Regions from separate parts of the Mus musculus genome. Here regions 2, 3, 4, 5 and 6 are each linked to region 1. Evidence: chromatin contacts called from public promoter capture Hi-C data. All regions are on one chromosome and are shown on one strand. The core of a region is the stretch at or near the end of the contact, and the rest is flanking DNA. Distances in the headings are between cores, read along the strand shown.

Region 1 (2,700 bases), core at 163-2,662:
CAGCCTGAGCACCATAGAGAATACTCTAGAATAGAGAAGGGACTGTTCTGGGGAGTGGGGTGAAGGAGAGGAAGCTTCAAACCAGTCCGGGTACTGGGCAGTAATCCAGAAAGAGAATAAACAACTGAGTTGGTAGCAAGAGGAATGGCCAGAGTGGATTAATCCAAAGACAATTTAGGACTTGAACTAGCAACAGAGGAGGGTGTGGCAGTGGCTATGAGAGTGGGGTAAGGTCCATGACTTGATCATGCACACACACTAAGTGCTAGTCCTCCATTTGAGAGCTGGTAGGGTAAGTGAACATTTCAATCTAGATCTGATTATGAATCATGTGTTCTTAAACACAGCTAGCTACCCCACACCCACCATCTTCCTGGCACTTGAACCTAGGGTTTTTCATATGCTCCGTAAGCACCCACCCTATCAATGAGCTAGCTAGGCCTCTAAAAAAAATTGGTTTTAATGTTGACAATATTGCTACACTGCCCAGGCATGCCTTGGATTCAAAATCGTCCTGTTTTAGTCCAAGTAGCTAGGATTATTACCTCATGCTACTAGGCTTAGATTTGTTCTTAGTTTTAAGACTGAAGAACTCAGGTGGAAATTTTGGTGTGTGTGTGTGTGTGTGTGTGTGTGTGTGTGTGTGTGTATGAATATGGCAGTTATTGTCATTTGTCTGTCATACCAGAAACATGGCCCTACATGATCTGCACCAGCCAGTGCCTGCCTGGTCCTGCCTCCCACTTCCTGCCCCAACTGATAGGCACCATATTGAGGAGAGCTAGGATCCGACACAGCCTGCACCAGCTCCGAGAGTCTTTCCAGGTTCCGCTGTTTCAGCGCAAAAGTGAGACTCAGCTCTTCCTCGGGATCCACGCGGCCCAGGGACACCCAGCCTGGAGGCAGCCTACAGGGTCAGGGACATGATTTGATTAGGCCATAACGAGAAATCCAGATCATGGAAAGTTTGGGATTAAGAACTGAGACTTTGGGTCGAATCCTAGATGCAGATAAGGATCATAGGAGATAAATGACCAGAGATTAAGCCGAGGGGGTGTCGAATAAGGCTACAGAGTGGGTACTAGGAGCAGTTGAGGATGAGGAAAGCTAGGACCAAGCGTCTGCAGAGACAGGCACCTGTAGTACTAAATCAACTCACATCCACCGCTGGTCCGGCTCAGGGTTGTAAGTGCATTTGCCGGCGATGACGAGAGCAAGGAGCCCTAGGAGGCTGCAGGGACAGCAGGTGGGTTTCATCAGGAGCCGAACCCTCATTGTACTCCTTCTACAACATGTAATCCCTCTAATGTAATCCCCCTTAGCTACCCTCCCCACCTCAGTTTCTCACCGGGCTTGGAGTCCCATTTTGGCTTTCAGGCTGATCTGTAGTCATGTGATAAGTCACATGAGCATGGTCTGGCACCTCCCCCATCTCCCTGCCTAGTAACTAGTGACGTTGCTGACTCCTCCCTCCCAAATGAGCTGTTCTGAATGCTGGGGCTGCTATTAGAATTCTATGCTGTGTTGAGCATCTAAGCCCAGGGCTCCTCTTCACCTGCTGCCCAAGTCTGTCTGTCTCTAAAGGAATCATAAAGGAGTGGGCTCTGAAGCCCCATAGGTATGGGCTGCTCCTGGCCGTACAATATTAGAAAAACAAGCTCTCAGAGCCTAGGTTTCTTCACTTAAAATTCAGTGACTGTTACGTAAAAGAAATGTGCCTCATACTTGGGAGTAAAAGTGGACATTGCAATAAAGCAAGCCTATGGAGCCAAGACTGACCTGGCAGACTCAACTAATGTGAGCTCTTATGAATGTGGACATTTCATGTTTCCAAGGTGTGTGTGTGTGGGGGGGGGGGGTTGGGGATTTCTTCACTTACCTACTCTTAATAATCACCATATCTTATTCCAGACCCTCAGGCTTAGGACCCTAGACTGCTTCCTACTCTGTCAGTCTCTGCAGGAAACCACTGCAGTTCAAGTCCTGACCATGTTAGAGGGGAAAGCAGCAGAGATCCCAAGGCTAGGCTTCTGAGCTCTCAGTGCCAACCCTACTCCTACATGTCCTGTTGTCCGCCCTCCCTCTGGGCCTCCTTGGCTACTGTGCCAGGTATCCACAGTGCTACGCCAGTGACTTCTGGTTACCCTGACAGAACAGAGCCAGAGGCTGGATACAAACTGCAGTTTATTAAGGCTCCAGAGTGAGAATTGGCACTTGTTCTGGGCAGGGGCAGGGATGTCAGAAGAACCCAAAAGAGCTGGGCCCAGATTGGAGGGACCTCCCCATCCCCCTAACCCCCAATAAATAAAGTCTCAGCTCCATCGCAGGGCGCTGGTGCAGGGCAGGAAGTCTTGGCTGAAGAGAACCCAAGGCTGTTGCCTCATTCTTATTTCTCTCCACACTGGATCTGGCCACAGGTCATGACCAACAGGCCCTCTGTGGTCCTAGTGCTGAAGGAACTGCAGAGAAATGTGGGACCTGTCCCAGCTATAAGAGTTTAAGGTGGAGAGCAGGGGACTGGTGGTGGCCTCCCCATAGTCAGTCATGGTCCGAGGCTGCCCAGGGCAGGCTGAGAATGGGGCCTGCTTTGGGGACACTGGACGTGTCCCAGGTCGGGGCCCAGTTAGGGCCACAGCTAGATGCGCAGCTCTGTGTCATCCGGAGGCTCCAGGCCAGACTCTGTACTGAGTGCTGAAGCTG
Region 2 (2,700 bases), core at 5-2,504, 3.3 Mb before region 1:
TTTCCTATGATGTGTCAGTTGTGGGTGGAGATGGACCCCTTCTGGAGGGTGTAAGAAGCAAATGATAGGTTTTAGCGAAAGAATGCCACATACATTATTTTATGAAGATCAGTTTTATGACCGAAATTAGTTTTTATACTTGTCTTGAATAGGTTTAAAGTACGACTTTAACTATTCTTTCTTTTTTTCACCTAGCCTTTCCCCCCATTTTATTGAAAATGGATTTTTTTTTTCGCCTCACATAACATATCCTGATTATGTTTTCCCTTCTCTCCTTCCAGTTCCTCCCCATCTGGGTCCTGCCCCGTTTTGTCTCTCGTTAGAAAACAAACAGGCTTCCAAGGGAAGAAAAGAAAAAAGAAAAAAAAAAAAAGAAAGAAAACTAGCACATCAGTGTTGAACAGAACCAACAGAAGGACAGAATGCATGAGAAGGAACAAGAATCAGAGATACACTTGTTCGCACACTCAGGCGAACACTATAAAATCCCATAAAAAACACTAGTAAACTGGAAGGCAGGCAGGCCCTGGGCATGCTGCCTTAGTCTCAAGAGTTTATAAGAGCATAGAGGGCCTTGATTCTTCGGTGTCCTCCATCCCCCTAGGTTCTTACACTCTTTCTTCCTCCTTTTCTATGGGGCCCCCTGAGTCATTTGGGGAGGGATTTGATGGAGAAGTCCCTTAGGACTGAGTATTCGCAGATGTCTTGGTCTCTGCATAATGTCTGGCTGTTTTCACGTATTAATGTGGCGACGACTATCTTATTGCTGATCCTATCTCTACTACCATCCACAAAACTGTAAAAGCAAATGGACTGTGGGCCTTCATAAGAGTTTCACAGTACCCCTATTTCTGTAAGGCTGAAATTCAAACACCTTTGGTCTAGCCCCACTCTTTAACTGAGGAGTGTAGACCTACGAGCCCCGGGCTTCCTATCTGCTTCTTATTTGCGGGTTGTAGGCTTTAGTGCAAACCAGAACAAAATCTTGGTGTTTCCATAATGTCCATAATGTAAAATAGCAAAAAAAAAAAAAAAAAAGTCAGAGGGGTAGGGAAGGGGGAAGGGAGGAGGAAGAAGGAAAAAGGAAAAAGGTGTTCTGGATATCTGGTTGGTTACTTTTTTGTTATGAAATAAAAATACTCGGGAGATTTGCTTGCCCACACCCAATATGGCGGCAGGAGAACTCGTTCCCGCCAGGTCCGCTTTCACCCAATGTGGTGGAAAGGAGCGCAGTCTCCCGGGCTTTGCCCACACTCAATATGGCGGCCAAGGGACTCGTGTGCTGTCTGTCTACTGCTCAGTTTCCGCCCATTCAACTCCCGGCGTTGAAACGTCAAGAACGTCATTCGAATTCCGTCCGTCGCGTTGCTCTGCACGTCACGGGTGGCGGGAGCGGGAAGGAGTTCGTAATTCGGTTAGTCTGCTCTGGTGAGGAAAGTGCTGTCTATCGCGCAGCTTCCATCCCTCCGTCCGAGCAGCCTCTCGGAGTCCAACCCTTCACATCTGACAGTCGTCTCTGTCCCTTCTTCGCCTCGGAGCTGCTAACTGGTCTCGAACCTCTCAGCACTTCAGCTTCTAGCGGCGATGCATGTGATCAAGCGAGGTGAGGGGTCCGTGGGGATGGGGAGGAGGAGAGGGGACCCGGCTGCGGAGAGCCCAGCGGTCACTATCGCCGGCCCGCCCGACCCGCCCGACCCGCGGCGCCTCGCCGCTTCCCGCGCTTCCCGCCGCGCTTCCCGCCCTGTCTGTCAGCTGGGCCTGTGTCTGCTCAGTCTGTCCCCATTCTCTTGACCTTTGTGTGTTCCCTTTGACTTTGACTTTGTGCTCCCTTCCAGACTCCCTCCAACCCTGTCTGAGATTGTTCCCGAGCACTGTTATTCCTTGCCGCCATCCTCAGAGGTAGCTGCTTTTGGCTCCATTTTTTTAGAAGAGGTTGCAAAGACACGAAAAAGCACCCCAACACCCCCATTCCACCCCAGCTAGTAGTTGGTGAGGTTAGAATTGAAACCCATAGCTCATAATAGCCCTGTGCCTGTCTTTCCTCATTTCTTAAACAAAATAACAGACAAAAGAACCGCGGAGTCGATGATCTGGTGTAGGAGGAAATAAGGAAAAAAAGAAAAGGCAGGACACCACATTTTTTGAACATCTGTCATTTTTCTGGTCTCTTCTGAGGTGGGAGTGTAGTATCATCTCTCCTGCCTCTGCATTTTTGTGGGGAGGTTTTTTTTTTTTTTTTTTTTTTTACATTGTTTGTTCTTGGGACAGGGTTTCTCTGACTGGCCTGGAACTTACTCTGTGTAGATCAGTCTAGCCTCAAACTCACAGAGGGCTGCCTCCTCTATCATAGGTCGATAGACAAAGACTTTTAACCCAAATAGACAAAGACTTAATCCGAGTAGACATGATTAACCACTGAGCAGTCTCTGCAGACCCCAAAGACAATCTCTTAATTGTTTTAAACAGTTTTAAAAGCTGAATATACTTGATTCTTTGGTATTGCCCGCTTAATAACTGCTAATGCTAACTGTGATTTGATTATTTAGATGGCCGCCAAGAGCGAGTTATGTTTGACAAAATTACATCACGAATCCAGAAACTCTGTTATGGACTCAACATGGACTTTGTTGATCCTGTAAGTAAATACAGTGTGTATCAGGGGTTCTTTGCATGCTATGTGATTTTATGTCACTTACCTCT
Region 3 (2,700 bases), core at 21-2,520, 4.0 Mb after region 1:
TGATTTTATTTGTATGAATCGCCAGAAAAAGGCAAATTTATGGGGATGTCAATCAGAATAGAGGCTACCTAGATCCTGAAGTTGAAGTGAGAATCATTCATCAATAAGAACTAGACTACTTTTTACTCATTTTTTATGTGTGTGAATGTAGTACATGTGTGCCAAAGAAAGTGTATGGAGGTCTGAGGACAACTTTTGGGAGTCCGTTCTCACCTTCTGCCATGTGTAAGGCAGGGTCTTGCTTGTTGCTACTGCTAGACTATATAATTCAAGGTGTCTAGTCCAGGAGTTCTAGCCAATTTCCTGTCCTCACCTCTTATGTCACTGTTGCAGGGTAGGGCTGACAGATGCACACTACAGATCCTGGCTTCTGGCATGGATTTCAAGGAATCTCAGGTAGCTAGGTTTGTGGGCAAATGTTTCTCTATTCACACTACTTAAGGACTGAGAATTCCTTTGTGTCCTGTGAGGGACCCACCCCGCACTGAGCAATGTTCCTTAAAGTGGAACTTTCTCCCCATTCACGCCCTGCTGCTCACCAGGGGGTGTCACTCCCGCTGAGACCCAGGGCTTTCACCATAGCCCCATGGTGTTCTGAAAGGTATCTGATCCATTTCTTACTTTAAAAAGTGATACGATTGATGCTTGAATGGTAGGTCCAGATCCCAGGACCAAAGAGACTGAAAGCCAGCCTGGTCTACATAGTGAGGGTTTGCACAGTGAGACTGTCAAAAACAAACAAACAAATAAACCTCCAACAAAATTGTGTGAATCTGTTCTTCCAAGGGAGGAATGAGGAAGCTGCAGGAAGGGAATGACGGGATTCCCCACTCACCACTCCACTACATCCTCTACCAACCTGCCAAGAAATACCTGCCATCCCCTGGAGTCTTACCAGTCCCCTCACCCACAGTTCCAAGACCTCCGTCTGGCCTCCATCCCCAGCCTTGAGAGTTCTTCTGACAGAATGCCCTTTCCCCAGCACTACCTCCTCAGTCGCGTTGGTCCGCTAGCCTCATCACCTCCTCACACAAAAGTGGTTCTGGAGTGGCGAGACCCCTGAATACGGTCCGCATGCACCTACTCTCACAAATGTTTTTAGCGCAACGAGTCACGGGATCCACACTGACCTGTCGCGGCAAGAAAGTCCTCGAACGACAACAAGCGCCCGCTTCGCGTCTGAAGCTGATTAAGGCTGGGCCCACGTGCCCCTCGACCCGGCCCCGCCCACACCGGCTCCGCCCATCGCCAGGCCCCGCCCACGGCGCGCAGCAGTTAGCTTGGCAACTGGCGCGAAAGAAGGGCCGCGGGAACACGGAAGGCGTGTCCGTGTGAGCGCTATGCGCGTGCGCCCGGAGAAGCAGGCCGGGTGAGGGGCTGTACCCAGGGTCTGAGAGGCGGAAGTGCAAGGGGCAGGGGTCCTGCCTGCTAGTTCCTCCCCACTTGGATTGCGCGATGCAGGCGAAGGGGGAGTTGGGGTCGCGGGGAAGTTGCCGCCCGGATCCGGGCCTAGTTGACTTGTCTGTGTATGTGTCCAGGGAGACATGGAATACTGTCTGGCGGCCGCGGCGCTGAACGGAGTGGACCGGCGCTCGCTCCAGCGCTCTGCTCGGCTGGGGAGGGAAGTATTGGAGCGCGCCAAGAGGAGGGCAGTGGACTGGCATTCTCCAGAGCGATCCAGAGGCAACGTGGGGGTCCTTTACCGCCAGGGCCCCTACCAGGAAAGATGGTCGGTCCCTGGTTCCCAGCGCCTCCTAGGAGAGGTGAGGCCGGGAGCTGGGGGACTGTCTAGTCATTCTCCGCCGCCACTGGGCGGGAGGAAGCCTCCCATGTCCAGAAGATGTAACGCATTGGAGCAAAAGTGGAAACGTTGTTTGGAAACTGCTTTTGACACGGTCTCGTATAGCCCAGGCTGGCCTTGAACTCTTGCCTACGATTTAGGTACTAGTATTAAAGAGGTTGTGTACAAGCACGGTGTGACCCAATTCTTTTTGAATAACAAAAGAATAGTAGTATTCTGCTTACTTATAACATAAAATTTCTTACCGGGTGTGGTGGTGCACACCATTAATCTCAGCATCCAGGAGGCAGAAGCAGACAGATCTCTTGAGTTCGAGATTAGCCTGTTCTACATAGCAAGTTTCAAGCCATCGTGTGTTACCTAGTGAAACCCTGTCTAAAGTAAATAAATACAATTCTTAGTGTGGTGCCAGAACTTGGGAGGTCGGGGCTAAGGATCAAGTACAAAGTCTTCCTAGTGTACATGTGATCTTGTCTCAAAAAATCATAAACAACAATAACAGTTCTTTCCCATTACTCAATAGTGAGTAAAGCCAGCCAACCAGTTATTTTAGTTCCTGGATAAATTGCACATCTAGTTTACAGAGTTGGATTTTTTTTTTTTTTTCTCAGCAAGATCCTTCTTACCAGTTTCAGCTTGCAGAAGCTTTCCTAAAAGTGAAAAAGGGCTATTTCTCAAATGATGTCCTTCTCCAGTAGGGGATTTGTAGGTCTCACCTATGACTTGCCATTTATTACAACAGAGAGAAGAAAGGTGCCCAACCCTTAGCTCTTCCTTCGGAGCAATGGCTGAATTCATGGACTATACTTCAAGTCAGTGTGGGGTAAGTTGGTGTGATCTGGACTTGGGAAGAATCAGTCATCTCTCCCAGGACCTATAGTCCTTCATGGGAGCAGATT
Region 4 (2,700 bases), core at 38-2,537, 3.1 Mb before region 1:
GCTAGGCAGATGCCTAAGTCTTCTTACTCTCCCAACTGCACCCGTGGCAGCCATATTCTCCTCAGTGCTATGTGCAGTGCTTGGACCCGGGGTCTGTTCATTTTACCCTATTTGGAATCACACTCTTCCAACTGAGACTGTTTCCACGATCTCACTGTTGATATCATTTACCAGAGTCTGTGGGTTTCTTAATTCACACACTAGAAATTTACTATTCATATTTTCTGTTTTTCTTACAATATCCTAATGTCGTGGTACGTTTAATACAGAGTTATCTTCAGTTTTGCTCAGTGTATTCTTGATGCCAACAACAGTGTCTCAATACTTGTTAAATGCATGAGAATTCAATGTAAATGTTTAGGCATAGCTGATAGTAGAGGTGTTAATATCTTCATCTAAGGCAGTGTGCATGTGTCCACCTGTTCATGCTTTGGTGTCAAAAGCACTACTTAAAGCTACAGAAAACCAAAAAAACCCCCAAACAACAACAACAACAACAACAACAACAACAACAACAACAACAACAACAACCAGACAAAACAGCAGATGAAAATTTGGAAGACACTGGCAGTAGGAAAGCGAGGCAAAGAAAGATAGAAATGATAAATCAAGATAAATCACAAAAATGTAGTGGAAGCATGTTAGTTCTATACATTGCCTCAAAAAATGTAAACATGGGAAAGATGTCAAAGATCTGGAGATAAATACAGTTTTCCAATAGAGGATCTCCAATAGAGATCTTTTATCAAACATAAATACTTGGTCAAAAGTTTGACTCATTAACTGCTCAGACCTGTCCAACCTGTAGCTGAGGGCAGCTGTGAATACAGGCCAAACACAAAACTGTAAAATGTTAAGTTTCTTTATGCGATTTTGTTCTCCAGAGTGAACTTTGTAGACTACAATATCAAAAGGTTGCACCTAGCAACCAGTGCCTCCACGGTCCTCAGGGCCGCGAAGGGAGGGGGAAGAGCCTGGAAGCGGCAGAAACCAGCCTCGGGTCTGGAAGCAGTGGCGGTCCGTGCCTTCCTGACCTTCGGGCACTAGGCAGTTCCCCAGGGCGGTGGGATTGGGAACAGGGGAGGGTAAAGAGGGCAGGACCTGTGTTGTCCTCCAAAGAGGTCTGCTGTCGCCTCCTTCTCTAAGCAGCTGTGGAGGCGCGGGGCTCCAGCGGTCCAATCCGCAGCGTAGGAAGCAGCGGGGCGCTCGCCCGCCGCCGGAAGCCGCGATAGCAGCGGGGGCGAGGGACCCAAGGCAAGAGCCGCGCCCGGAGCTGCAGGACCCACCCACTGCGCCGGAACCGACGAATCACTTCTGCACTCAGAGTGGCCTGATTGGCTGTTCGCTTGCCACGTTTCCTGGTTGAATTCAGCTACCTAGCGTGGGTGCGCAGCCGGGCTTCCTTAAGTGGCACCTTTACGCATTGGAATCCGCAGTTCCCTGGAACACGAGCTGCAAGTGGCTGCTCCAGGTTTCAGACAATTAAGCAAAAGTTTTAATAAATGCTTCTGTTTTTCCTGGCTAACTCTTGACACTTACATACTTTTGGTAGCTCCTCATTGCAACAAACTAGTTTCAGAGTTAGAAAACATATTAAATTACGAAGTCCTGATCATAAGCTGCCAGTAAAAAAATCTTTTTAAAGCAGTGTGTAAGCTTTCCTCTCGTCCAACCGCAGAGACACACAAGACCAAGCGTGTTAAATCATAGACCTGGATTTTTCTTTGTAGTTCTTTGGTTCTTTTTCGGATACTGGGACTTTTACTGAGTAAGCAAGAGAAGACACTCAGTGACATATGGGAAGTAACGAAAAAAATTCCAGATGAATCCAGCTTCCAGTGATATGTTTATCGTTGGGACCCATGCTCTTTGAATTCCATGACAATGTCAGAGCTGAGGACATGGTTGACATTCTTCAGGGTGACACCCAGAAAATTATTGAAAATAGACAGGACCAGCACTGTAGGGGGAGAGGGAGGAACTGAGATTTGAACTGAGCCTCTGCTTCTTGGTAGAGACAAATGACTGACCTTATGTCACAGTGAACAGATGGATTCAAAGAAGACATTTAAAAAATACTAATTGAGCATGCATACAAAGAGACCTGGATTGCAAGACTGGGTCATACATTCTCTGCCTTAAAGTCAACCAAGTTCAAGGGAATTGAAATCAAAAGGGGACATCTTTTTCATTTGTAATTGAATGTGTTTGTAACTATGACTGACTCTCAAAGGCCCTGAGAATAGGACACCATAGAGTGACTGGGGGAAGAGGCTCTTGCTTATGAGGAGCACTTTGGACTTAAAAGTTTTGAAGACACGATCAAGTAACCTCATTGGCTGATGAACTTATACAGAATAAAAATAAGAACAGGAGAAGACTGGCTTCCAGGAAGCTAGGAGAAGGGTCTCTAAGCCCATCCCTACAGTGACACACTTCTTCCAACAAGGCCACACCTACTATTGTTAGACCCCGAAACTGGGGAGACTTCCGCTCAAGTCCCGGGATGAGCTGGCCAGCACTCCAATAACTCGAGAGAAAACCACACCTGATGCAAAACTGCAAGAGGCTTTATTGTCAGCTGAGGATGAGCTCCCTATCGGTAACAGTAGGGGGCTTTTAGAGGAAAAACGTGAGGAATTGGGAGGAGTTGGGAGGATGAGTTGGCTACAGCTCATCTCTGGCGGGTGTCCTTGGTAA
Region 5 (2,700 bases), core at 50-2,549, 3.2 Mb after region 1:
AAATGAAAATATTTATTTATCTATTACACACACACACACACTGTCCCTATCTTCAGACACACCAGAAGGAGGCATCAGATCCTATTACAAATGATTGTAAGCCACTGTGTAGTTGCTGGGAATTGAACTTAGGACCTTTGGAAGAGGTTATTGCAGAGAATCTGCGTTGAGGTTCTAGCAAGGGGAAGGGGTTGGTTGGTGGCTTACAGCTACTCACAACTCTAGTTGTGTTCCTAACCGCTGAGCCATCTCTCCAGTACCAGCATAGGAGTCTTCATAATTAGCTCCTGGCCCTGCTTAGAGATCTATCCTTTCTTTTGATAATGCCATTTAACCACCAAATTCTTTCTTTAAATGTACTAGTCTTGCTCTCATTCACCTTAAGCCCTCTACATGAACTGTTCACTCCACCAGAAGAGCTCTCCCTACAAAACCCCAAATAATAGTTGGCTGCCTGAATTCTTCAAGTTTCCACTCCAACTTGATACCCTCATTGTATCCTACTCTAACCCTTCATAATCTTTCATGCTCTCATAACCTCCACTGATCATTTCTTTCTCATAGCACAGTCAAATAGTAATAATAATTTACTGTGTATCGAAGCACTTTCTAACCTAATGTAGGATTTAGTCCTTTTCTCTCCCCCAAAGAGAATGCAACCCTTTGCTATTTAGTTCACTTATATACCCTAGCATATAAGAGAGAGTCTGGTGCATATTAAGCATTTAAATTGTTGAATGAATATGCCTCCCTAATGATGCCTTATGAAGCCATCACAAATAAAGCACTATTGGTCAGGCATGATGATTCCTGCCTATAGTCCTAGCATTCGGGAAGCAGAGGCAGGAAAGTTGAGGTAAGTTCCAGGCCAACCTAACCTATATGGCTAGGCGTGGAATGCAAAGTAGATCCTGAGTCCAAATTTTAATTCATTGATTAATAAGTTAAATGGATGTAACAGTGAATCCCCTGTAAGACTGATATTTAATATCCATTTAAGTCTTAAACAATTGCGACCTTTACACTACTCTGTGCCGCCACCTGGTGGCAACTGTGTAGATTGCTAGTTGCTTCCTCCCCATTCCCACCCCAGGAAGTCCTAAAGTTACTAGGAACTACTCTGGACTCCTACACACTGAGTGCGCATCGGACAGAAATTAAAGCGCACACCGCGCACTAAAACTTACAACTAGCCGGAAATTTCATGTCCAATAGTCATCAAGATATGATTCACGTGGTATAAATTTAGCCAATCAAATTTCTAATTCCTCCAACTCACGCTCTTCTGTTCTAGGCTCTCTCTCTTTCTCGGCAAGATGGCTTCTCCGGCCGTACCGGCTAATGTCCCTCCTGCCACTGCAGCCGCAGCCCCGGCGCCGGTCGTCACCGCAGCCCCGGCTTCAGCCCCGACCCCATCCACGCCAGCTCCGACACCGGCTGCGACTCCCGCTGCGTCCCCGGCGCCCGTCTCGTCTGATCCTGCTGTAGCTGCGCCTGCAGCCCCGGGCCAGACCCCAGCCTCCGCGCCAGCCCCAGCGCAGACGCCGGCGCCTTCGCAGCCCGGGCCCGCCCTCCCGGGGCCTTTCCCGGGCGGCCGCGTGGTCAGGCTACACCCCGTCATTTTGGCCTCGATCGTGGACAGCTACGAACGCCGCAACGAGGGAGCTGCCCGAGTTATTGGAACCCTGTTGGGTGAGTTCTGGGGAAATTAATGTTTTCTTCCTGTGCATCTTACTATTCCTCTCGTTCCATCGCCCCTGAACTCTTAGCCTGTTTCTCTTTTTGCACCTTCCTACTGTGGCTTGCCTTCCCGAGTGATCTGAATTCAGCCGAATTGCCGTTAAGCCACAGAAATGTGCAAGGAGTAGGTATAAGCTATTGCGTAGTTTGTGATACTTGATCTACATGTTATTTTATACTCCCAACAACGTGGTACTGAGAGGGCATGCTGCCAAAAATGAAAGCTCAAATGACAGCAAGTTCAAAGCCCTTGACCCGTTAAACAGAGTACCCACATGCCCTCTCTTATGCAGTGACCTACCACCACCCCAGCACAAACAGAAAGTGCCCACCACCCATGTTAGGGAAGAGGATGTGTCAGAAGCTTCCTCCAACTCAAATAAACCAGGTATATTTGTAACATATTCTGGATATATAATATCTAGCTTTCCTAAACTTTTCAGACAGGCACGTGTCCCAAGGTTTTCCTACATACTGGTTCATAAACCCTAGATATGCTCAGCTCCAAGTTCTACCCCCACCCCCAACCCCCACCTCACTCCTCTGATTTTTCATTTGGACACAGACTGTTGTTGTATTATGTGTCCGTCGCTAACCTTCAAGATGAAGAGAAGCCAACTATCTGAAGAGGTTGGCATCCCAGGCTTACGGGAGGGTGGCAGGAAGTGAAGCCCTCAGTGGTTTGGTCACCTGCCTGTGGGGCAGGACTCACAGGGAGCTGAGAAGACTCCTCCAGGCTGGTCTCTGCAGAGGCCCATGACCAGCACTCATTCCAGAGCCGAGGCAGGGGAAACTAGAGAACATGCCTGCTTTGTGGAAAGTAGTAGACCTGAGTTGGGCCTGGACAGCAGATTGAGGGCTGAAGCAGAGCACCTGCAAAGGGGAGGCAGAGAGAGGCAGAGAGTGGACGCAAGGAAATAGAGCTCGCAGGTCAAGGCGTGACAGAACTGCAGCATGAGA
Region 6 (2,700 bases), core at 157-2,656, 3.8 Mb after region 1:
GGGAAATCAAGAGTGGTACTGGGATACTAGCAGTGAAGGCATGGGTAGTTCTAATATTTGTCCTTATAACAGAAAATGGTAGTCCTCAGCCCTCAAAGAAAGCTCTCTTTGCAACAGGCAGAAAGAAACTGATATAGAAAGCTATAACCAATCAAAATGCAGAGGTGTGAAGTCCAGTCCCACTGGATAAATCTGTAAAACAACCCCTCCACCTAAGGCGAGGGAAAGACTGTAAGAGCCAGAGATCAGAGGCTTTACTGTGAAATTGTGTGTCCTAGGAGTGTAAGAAGCCACACCCATAGTATCACCAACAGGACTGCCTGAATAGGAGCTGAACAAGGACAGCCATAGATATGCTATTACAGCCCACACGAGAAAGTTCGAGACCATCATGCCTAGCCAATCGATTAGGAGTGTAACTCCAGCAGTCAGGAGGTACAAGGCCAGCCTTGGCTTCAGAGTAAGACCCTGTCTCAAAACAAATACAAGATCTTGAGGAAATGGTGTGGCTAAAGTCAAACTGCCCAGATTGTAATGGACTAAACACCGAGCAAGAAGCTAGCAGACAGACAGGATTTGCCCACTCTGCTTTCTGAGAGTTTTGACTAGAATATTCTTTAGTTTAACGGATCAAGTAAGAAACAATAAAACAGATTAAGGGGTTAGAATCTTGTGCACAAGTGTACCACTTTTGTTAGCAAGCAGGCTACACGCCAGGAACTCATGGATTTAAAAGGAAAACAAGCAAAATTGCCCAGTCCTGAACCCTTAGAGAATCTGGGCTCTATCGGGAAGAAAAATGTAACTTGGCAATTAGAAGTTACAAGTGTGATAGTTCGAGTAAACAAGTAACAAAACAGGTCCAAGAAGGTCGACACGGAAAATACTTGTATGAGGAGCACGCTGGGCTGGGAACCTCGGGTCCAGGGGAGTAAAAGCATACCAGCCAGAGTCTGGAGAAAATTCAAATGTGATGTTTATACAAAATAGTTACAGAATCTAGATCCCTGAAGCACAGAAGGCTGTTCAAATTTGGCAGGACATGAAGAGAGGACCAGAGCAAAAGAGAAGGGCAGTGTCCCTTTAAGGGACGTCAGAGGCCCTGCGGAAGTCTTGCCGATGCTCTGAGCCACCGCCATTGCTGCCCGGAGACAAAAACCAACCGCACCAGAAAAGAACAGTGCACTCCGACGATGACCGGCCGCAGCGGCGCTCGACTAGGGAGGAGCTACCGGGGCTTCCGGGGGCGGGCGCCACCGGTTCACCCCGCCCATCCACACGGAAAGGAAGAGGCGGGCGCCGGGAGCCGTGACGTCAGGAGCCCTTCCCGAAGCCGGCCTCCTGGCCGGAAATGAAGCATTGGTCCCGCCCCCGCGCCTGCTACCTCGCGAGACTTCGTGAGCTCCTCCCTTTTCCCTTTCTGCCACCGCCATGGTAGGTCTTCTCTTGGCCTCCGCTCCATCGCGGAGGGTCGGGGCTCTGCTTCCCAGCCTTTCAGCTGCTTGCTATGGTCCTAGTGGGTCTCCATGGCTGGGCGTAGCCTGCGGGGCGGGATGACCCACTCGGGTGTGGGGCGAGGAACGTGGGGCCGCGTGTTCCGACCAGAGCTGGGATCGCGTGGACGTGCGGGCCCGGGCGGCTGAGCACGCTCTGAGTCCCGGCCTCGGCTTAGCCGGTGCTCCAGAAGGCAAGTCCTCGTGTGCAGGCCTGATCCGGGCAGGCAGGCATTGCTGCCCTCTCCCCGGTCTCCCCATCCTCTAAGCAGGCCTAACCACTTTGCTGTTTTTCCCACGCAGCCATCCAGACTGAGGAAGACCCGGAAACTCCGGGGCCACGTGAGCCACGGCCACGGCCGCATCGGTAAGTGTGCGCCTCCTCGGCGTTTGGCCTTTGGAGTTTTGTTGGAAAGTAGACATCCGTGGGTGGAAGGAAACACTTGCAGTTCCCCTACTTTATGTTGGTAGCGGGGTGAGAGTTAAACACATGCCGCTGGGATGTGAAATGCCGTAAATGTTCCTTCTATCCCCGAGTCTTGATAAATCGGGCTTAGAAACGGATGGTAAACTGAGAGCAGGAATAAGGGCATGTGAGCAGCTATAAGTCACACAAGTTGCTTTGTGTGCCGACAGGTAAGCACCGCAAGCACCCAGGCGGCCGCGGGAATGCTGGAGGCATGCACCACCACAGGATCAACTTTGACAAATAGTGAGTGTTTTGGAAGTGGGGGCTGAAGGGGTGAGTTAGGACGGTGTCTCCCTGGAAACGGGCTTCTTACCATTTGGTATGGCTAGCTTTAGCAAGTAAACGCTGCACTTGAACTGAGGGGACCTGTCCGAGGCTAGAGTCACGCTCAGGTATTGCTTGTTGCCTTAGTGTGCTTAAGTCCTCGAAGAATAACTGCTGACCTTATTCACTGGCTGTGTGGACTTTCTGGCACAGTCAGTCACCAGGTTAGTGACATATGTCAAGTTAACCCATTCAAAGTTACGTTGCACCCTATTTAGGGAATCCTTTAAGGAGTGGGGGTGCTACTGAGTGACCTGACTTTTAGTTCAAAAATTGTATCTGGTGCCTGCTGTGTCAATGTTTACAGTAGTGAACACTTACACTCACTAGGAGACAACTACAAAGATAAGTTTTCTCAGTGAGGCTCTGAAGATGGTTGCCTTCCCTCCCCAGTCACCCAGGTTACTTTGGGAA

The links. Promoter capture Hi-C pulls out the DNA fragments that hold promoters and counts their contacts.
Region 2: a contact with region 1 is called in a promoter capture Hi-C map of second pharyngeal arch cranial neural crest. The contact joins the promoter of Rrm1 here to the promoter of Tpp1 in region 1. A contact is called at or near these places in 6 of 39 promoter capture datasets (the HPC-7 cell line, cranial neural crest, frontonasal cranial neural crest and 3 more).
Region 3: a contact with region 1 is called in a promoter capture Hi-C map of pre-B cells, with 4 times the contacts expected there. The contact joins the promoter of Akip1 here to the promoter of Tpp1 in region 1. A contact is called at or near these places in 3 of 39 promoter capture datasets (cranial neural crest, maxillary cranial neural crest and pre-B cells).
Region 4: a promoter capture Hi-C map of pre-B cells shows a contact between it and region 1. The contact joins the promoter of Trim68 here to the promoter of Tpp1 in region 1. A contact is called at or near these places in 2 of 39 promoter capture datasets (cranial neural crest and pre-B cells) and 1 of 484 Hi-C or Micro-C datasets (CD4 T cells).
Region 5: a promoter capture Hi-C map of pre-B cells shows a contact between it and region 1. The contact joins the promoter of Eif3f here to the promoter of Tpp1 in region 1. A contact is called at or near these places in 3 of 39 promoter capture datasets (cranial neural crest, frontonasal cranial neural crest and pre-B cells).
Region 6: a promoter capture Hi-C map of liver shows a contact between it and region 1, with 5 times the contacts expected there. The contact joins the promoter of Rpl27a here to the promoter of Tpp1 in region 1. A contact is called at or near these places in 3 of 39 promoter capture datasets (cranial neural crest, liver and pre-B cells), 2 of 484 Hi-C or Micro-C datasets (CD8 T cells and the G1E-ER4 cell line) and 1 of 9 other capture datasets (liver).

The regions. Positions count from the first base shown.
Region 1 is chr7:105,750,823-105,753,522 of GRCm38.p6, forward strand. It overlaps Tpp1 (tripeptidyl peptidase I), which reads right to left and starts at 1,413. Exons shown (of 13, transcript NM_009906.6): 1 at 1,349-1,413; 2 at 1,160-1,231; 3 at 768-907. The coding sequence starts at 1,365. Dchs1 (dachsous cadherin related 1) reads right to left here. Exons shown (of 21, transcript NM_001162943.1): 21 at 2,167-2,700. The coding sequence ends at 2,636.
Region 2 is chr7:102,440,441-102,443,140 of GRCm38.p6, forward strand. It overlaps Rrm1 (ribonucleotide reductase M1), which reads left to right and starts at 1,255. Exons shown (of 19, transcript NM_009103.3): 1 at 1,255-1,603; 2 at 2,547-2,635. The coding sequence starts at 1,585.
Region 3 is chr7:109,702,408-109,705,107 of GRCm38.p6, forward strand. Akip1 (A kinase (PRKA) interacting protein 1) reads left to right here and starts at 1,271. Exons shown (of 6, transcript NM_020616.2): 1 at 1,271-1,369; 2 at 1,539-1,763; 3 at 2,544-2,624. The coding sequence starts at 1,545. It also overlaps a transcript of Denn2b not described here.
Region 4 is chr7:102,686,040-102,688,739 of GRCm38.p6, forward strand. It overlaps Trim68 (tripartite motif-containing 68), which reads right to left and starts at 1,288. Exons shown (of 7, transcript NM_198012.4): 1 at 1,102-1,288.
Region 5 is chr7:108,933,116-108,935,815 of GRCm38.p6, forward strand. It overlaps Eif3f (eukaryotic translation initiation factor 3, subunit F), which reads left to right and starts at 1,300. Exons shown (of 8, transcript NM_025344.2): 1 at 1,300-1,692. The coding sequence starts at 1,317.
Region 6 is chr7:109,517,789-109,520,488 of GRCm38.p6, forward strand. Rpl27a (ribosomal protein L27A) reads left to right here and starts at 1,407. Exons shown (of 5, transcript NM_011975.3): 1 at 1,407-1,434; 2 at 1,797-1,860; 3 at 2,130-2,205; 4 at 2,680-2,700. The coding sequence starts at 1,432. It overlaps Snora3 (small nucleolar RNA, H/ACA box 3), which reads left to right and starts at 2,344; the gene lies at 2,344-2,463.